Regions from separate parts of the Hordeum vulgare genome. Here region 1 is linked to region 2. A link is a contact called in public Hi-C data. All regions are on one chromosome and are shown on one strand. The core of a region is the stretch at or near the end of the contact, and the rest is flanking DNA. Distances in the headings are between cores, read along the strand shown. Region 1 holds the start of LOC123448205 (SWR1-complex protein 4). Region 2 holds the start of LOC123448173 (probable cytokinin riboside 5'-monophosphate phosphoribohydrolase LOGL7).

Region 1 (2,700 bases), core at 48-2,547, 540 kb after region 2:
CCACATACAGCAGTCCATTGGTCCCAACAGCATTCCCCAGATATAAGTGACAGACTGGACACTTCATGCTTGGAATTCATGTTATGCATAAAGCCAATAGTATCATTCAAACTAGGTGTGCGGAAACTATTACAGTGTCCCATGCAGTGATAATGATATAAATTTGCTGACCAGAGCATATAACATTTTAATGATCTGAAATAAAGGAACAATCAACAGAAAACCAAATGCTAAGCTAAAATAAGAAAGGATGGCATATAAGACTAGTCATGTTCTGCATTCTATGGCATGAAGTTCAACACAAAGCTGATTTATCATGCTATATGATACTAGACTTACCCTTACACAACTATTTAATAACACTAACTGCACAAATTTAGATCACTAGCAGATATGAAAGCAACACAGAAGGTCGGCAGTCCTACGAAAGCAGAAGTCTGACTGTGATTCATAGAGTATAATTACAAAAGAAAATATCAAGTTTGAGATCAAAATGTTTCATTAAGTGGGGGTGCATGTCATATGCATTATGTTTCTTTGACCGGGTAGCACCAAAAGTCTTCGCTGGCGACTACCCAGATGATACAATGCACCCGATGCGATTTAGTATGATAACAAAGTGCTGGCTTGACCGCCAACTCAATACAGCAATTAATTTGTACATGAACCAACCCGCAAAAAAAAAGGTACATGAATCAGTTAACATTTCGTGTGTACTCCTAGCTCAACCCCGCAGGTAATGACCACACTCTGGATGCCAAATTCTCATACGCACAAATAGTAGTGTATGGAAATCTGAGTTCAAATGGTACAGCAGTAACCAGTTTATTCAGTAGATAGCTGAAACCAGAAGAGTTGCTCGCCCACCTTCTCCTTCTCAACAGCAGGCCGGCGCTTCAGGTGCGAGGCCTCGATGGTCGGCATGAGCGGCGCCATTCCCACCCCTCCGGTGAGCGCGTACACCTAGATCCGCACAACGGGCGTCAGCGCCGGGAGAACAACCAAACGCGCGGAGGAGGGCGGGGGAGGGTGACGAAGGGCGGTACCTCGCGCGAGACGCCATCGGGCTTGCGCTGCGGCTCCTTGGGCGGCCGCGGCTTCTTCTCCTGGGCGGACGGGAAGGAGGTCTTCTGGAGCCCGAGGATGTCCTTCGCGTCCATGGAGGACGGCCGGAGGAGGACGGGGACGCCGGTGGGTCGAGCTAGGGTTAGGGCTCTCGACGGTCGTCTTACCGCGACATGGGGGACGTCTCGAGCTCTCGCGAGGGGAAACGGATGCCGGGTTGGGGAAGGCGATGGTTAGCGGGCCGGGAAAAGCTCGATCCAGACCCGGTAGGCGAAGCTGTCCGGAATCCGGATCTGGCCCAGCAGTAGGGATGTAGAGCGGTACCCGATCCGTCCCGCTTCCAAGTCAAAATATCTTAGGTTAGTTATAATTTTTTGGTCAAATTTATCTTAATTTAAACTAATATTATGTTACCCTACCCAGGAGGCAGGAGGTCACTTTCCGACCCTTGCTTGTCAGAAAATTGATTGATAGTTGGAAAACGATTTTCTGGATGGGAAAAATAGACGAATAACAATTGTAATCACAGGTAGAAGAATATTTTTCTTTAAAAAGGATCCCAATCTTGTCTTAGAAAAAGGTTCACCGTAAAGACCGGTAGGTCCTGATTCGTTCGATCTGCTCATCATGCGATTTCTCATTGTAACAAGATTCTTGTTGCAATTGGAACATGATTGCACAAACATCATGCAACAAAAAAGCACCAGTGGCTCGCGCAATTGCAGAAATCCTAACCTGGCCATCCTAAGGAGACGACAAGAATATATGTCAGAGCTGTGTCGAATATGTCCCGACGGACAAACTTGAAAAGGATGGGAGTCTCAAAGACCGACTCGGATATGCAGCGTTGTCATTCGTTCAAGTGTTGCATACACGGAGACTAAAATCCTAATCTATCTCTACTAGGAGGAGCGAGGCACCGAGATTCCCCTCCCCACTATTGATCGTCGAAGCGGTAGGTAGAGAGCGGCAAATCCATGTGGCTCGCCAATAGAGATCGGGAGGAGGCAGGCTTTGCCTTTGTATTCTCGTGAGAGGGGAAAAGTTAAATCAAGATATAAGATAATAGAGATATGGTCATTTTTATAAACAACAAACATAAGGTATACCCACAACACCCCGCAATGCTCTCCAAATTTTACCTACCGTATATTAGAAAATATCATCTGCCAAAGACTAGAGTGATGGATCCATGTCGTTGACAAAATAATTACATACACCTCGCTGCTAATGGAAAATTCATTTTTGTACTGAAATAATAATCCACTTTGATGAGTGATACGTCTCCAATATATCTATAATTTATTAATTACTCATGCCATGTTTACAACATTTTATATGGTTTTGGTATGATTTGCATGGAACTAACCCGAACTCACGTTGTTTTCAGCAAAACTACCGTGATGTTGTTTTTTGTGCAGAAATAAAAGTTTTCAAAATTGGACGAATTTTTTTGACATTTGTTTGGAAGAAAAGAGAAATACTATAGCAAAGAACCACCAGAGGGGAGTCTGGTGCCCACTAGGTACTAGGGCGCCCCGAGGCACTCTGGTGCCTAGTGGGCCATCTTGACGTGAGACTGACGTCAAAAATTCTTATAAATGCAGAAACCCCCAGAAATAACCCTAGATCAAA
Region 2 (2,700 bases), core at 150-2,649:
GATATAAGAGCGTTTTGCTATCCTCGGTTGCTTACCGGTTTGTTGTGAATTCCGAGTTGGGACCATGTTATCATCTCCAACAGCTCCTCCATGGTTCCGTACCCCCCTGATGAACAGAAAATTGTAAGCAATTTCTACTTACTTATCAGCGATGATGGCAGAACGATTAGGAAGATCGTTAGACATGTGGAACCTGGAAGAGCGATGAATGCTTCGGACTGTCGAGCCATCTCTGCTTTCCTCTCGTGCATGTCAGATACAACCTTCACTTCTCCCACGCTCTCACCTAATATCTGTCGGTACAATTTGAAGTGAAACTTTCAGAGAAACGGCAGATGGATATATAATGTTGTACGTACAAAATCAGACACGTGTCAATCCGTCGCCCCCTGGGATGGCATGGTCAGCATTTCAGTAAGATGCACTTAATTTGGATGTTTGGCCACACACTTCAAATTCAGCTGAGATAACCTCATGTGCCAAGTGAACTTCAGGTGTACGGCTGGATTCAGATGACAAAAATAAAAACCTTGACCAAATTCACATGAATTTCTCTATGTTTTTTTTACTTCTTTTAAAATTATTGCAGGAAAAGTGCAAGAACTTTCACTTCTTTCACAGTTCAGTTTCAGGATGAGTCGGAAGATGCATGAATTTCAAACATCAGTACACACCACGTGACTGAACCGGAAAGCATTTTCTTACTCTGGGAGGCTACCCGTACAGAATGCTAAGTACGTGCAGTAGAATGTAGATAGATAGAAATCTGAATCGTCGAGGTAGCGTACCTCGACGGGCATGAGAGCCCTGGGAATCACCCTGCCAAGAAACACTCAGTGCAAGTATTAGAAGTTTAGAACGGCAGAGCAGAGCATCTCTGCAAGAAGCAGAGGAGAACTCGTGCAGAAGGGAAGGAAGCTGTACACGGACGGACGTACGTACCCGACGACACGGCGGCCTCCGTCGAGCACCGTCCGCGCGATGAGGCCCATGAGGCCGATGCTGCCGCCGCCGTAGACGAGGTCGACGCCCCTCCTCACCTGCAAGGATCGATGAATCCCACACGGCTTAGCTCTCGCAACCCAAACGCCGCACGGCCATGGAGCTGCGGAGCATATAGCTAGCAAAGATGCGCGTTGGCAGAGCAGAGGCGAGTTTGTAGCTCCTAGTTTGGCCATTTGATCCACCCACCAGCTCGTGGCCAAGGTCGAGGGCGGCGTCGCCGAACACCCTGCGGCGGCCGGCGCTGCTGCCGCAGAAGACGCACACCGTGCGGAACCTGCTCGCCGCCCCATCCGCCATCGCCGGCCGACCGGGCACTTCTCCGACCGACCTCGGCTCGCGGCGGCGGCGGCGTCGTCGTGGCTGCGCGCGCCGACGGTGGTGGCGTCAAGACAGCTGCTACGAGGTGACGCTGGGTAACGACCGGCTCCATTTAACTCCGGGGTCGGGGTCGCGCCCCCTGCTTCGTCGCTGTCACTTTCGCGCGCGCGGTGACCACGCCACGCCATGCCAATTGACACCAATCGCCGTAGCCCCGGGTCCCCCATCCCTGCTCTGACGAAAGCCTGTAACTCTGAATTGTCTCCCTCCCGCCGTCCTCGAGAATCTTGCCCGTCCCGTCACACTGACTGCCGCTGCCCCGCCTCAGGATAACGGCATGGGCCGCACTGTTCTCGCCGGCGCCGATGCCGCATCGCATGGAGACATGGACCATCCGTCGCCGGCCCTACAGTACGCCATGCAAATCTGGATCGTCTAACCATGCCTCCATTGTGGCACGAGGAGCATGCACGCCACCGAACCGAACAAGTTACCACTAGCACCGTCAGTGTCAGGAGACAGCGCCGGCGGTAACAGCTACGAGCAGTACTCTAACACACTTTTGGCTCTGGCCTTTGGGTCTCGATCGAGCAGGTGAAAGCTTAGCTAGCGAAAGGCATCATCAACAAGATGGTTAGTCGAACGTGGCCGAAATAGACAGGTCAAAGGGGAGGGAGACGTGTTAACCGCAAAGTGAATGCTTTACTTTACATACATGGACGGCGCTCGGTTCAGATCCGATGAGCGCATCGTATATTGGGAAGGGCCAATCCGAGCAAGCAGCGCAAATTGTTTGCGCGAATGTGCGATCCCCCGAGCCCCCGAGGCGCGTCACGGGATCTTCAGGAACACGACATGCGCGCCGTTGTCAATTTTATCTCAACCGATTGAAACGGGGAGATTTGTCAATTTCATCGACCGTTCGTTGGTGACCCGTATGTACAGTGTGACAGCATCTCCAACAGATCCACTTTCTCGTATAAAAAAAATCACAATAGGTAATCGTAAGTTGCCTTAATTCAAAATTTGGGTCATCGATTTTCATGTGAAGGAACGAACAATGAAAGGGGAGGAAGACTCGTCGGAGGAAAGGAACAAGCTCGCCGGCGACCAGACTATCTAACTTAGGATGGCAAACGACCCCATTATCTATCTTAGGGGCGTGTGTGTGGTGCAGGTTTGTCGGAAAGAAAATTAGGCATCATTGGGGCTAGAGGGAGGGTCGGGGACGGCGGCAACATGATGGTGAGCAGCGGTTGAGGGGAGGGCGGGGAGGAGAGGCTTGTGGTTGACGGTCTGGTCGATGATGAGTGGGGGCGGTTGGAAAGAAAGTGTGGGAAGGAAGAAGATGAGGTGTTGTAATGTGTTTTTAAGAGA

What was found. Hi-C and Micro-C count contacts between places; a contact is called where the count stands out from the background.
Region 1: a Hi-C map of leaf shows a contact between it and region 2, with 2.5 times the contacts expected there. The contact joins the promoter of LOC123448205 here to the promoter of LOC123448173 in region 2. A contact is called at or near these places in 2 of 6 Hi-C or Micro-C datasets (leaf and seedling).

What each region holds. Positions count from the first base shown.
Region 1 is chr1H:486,428,527-486,431,226 of MorexV3_pseudomolecules_assembly, forward strand. It overlaps LOC123448205 (SWR1-complex protein 4), which reads right to left and starts at 1,298. Exons shown (of 16, transcript XM_045125029.1): 1 at 1,047-1,298; 2 at 868-963. The coding sequence starts at 1,160.
Region 2 is chr1H:485,885,634-485,888,333 of MorexV3_pseudomolecules_assembly, forward strand. It overlaps LOC123448173 (probable cytokinin riboside 5'-monophosphate phosphoribohydrolase LOGL7), which reads right to left and starts at 1,400. Exons shown (of 7, transcript XM_045124984.1): 1 at 1,192-1,400; 2 at 943-1,040; 3 at 789-819; 4 at 194-293; 5 at 36-106. The coding sequence starts at 1,302.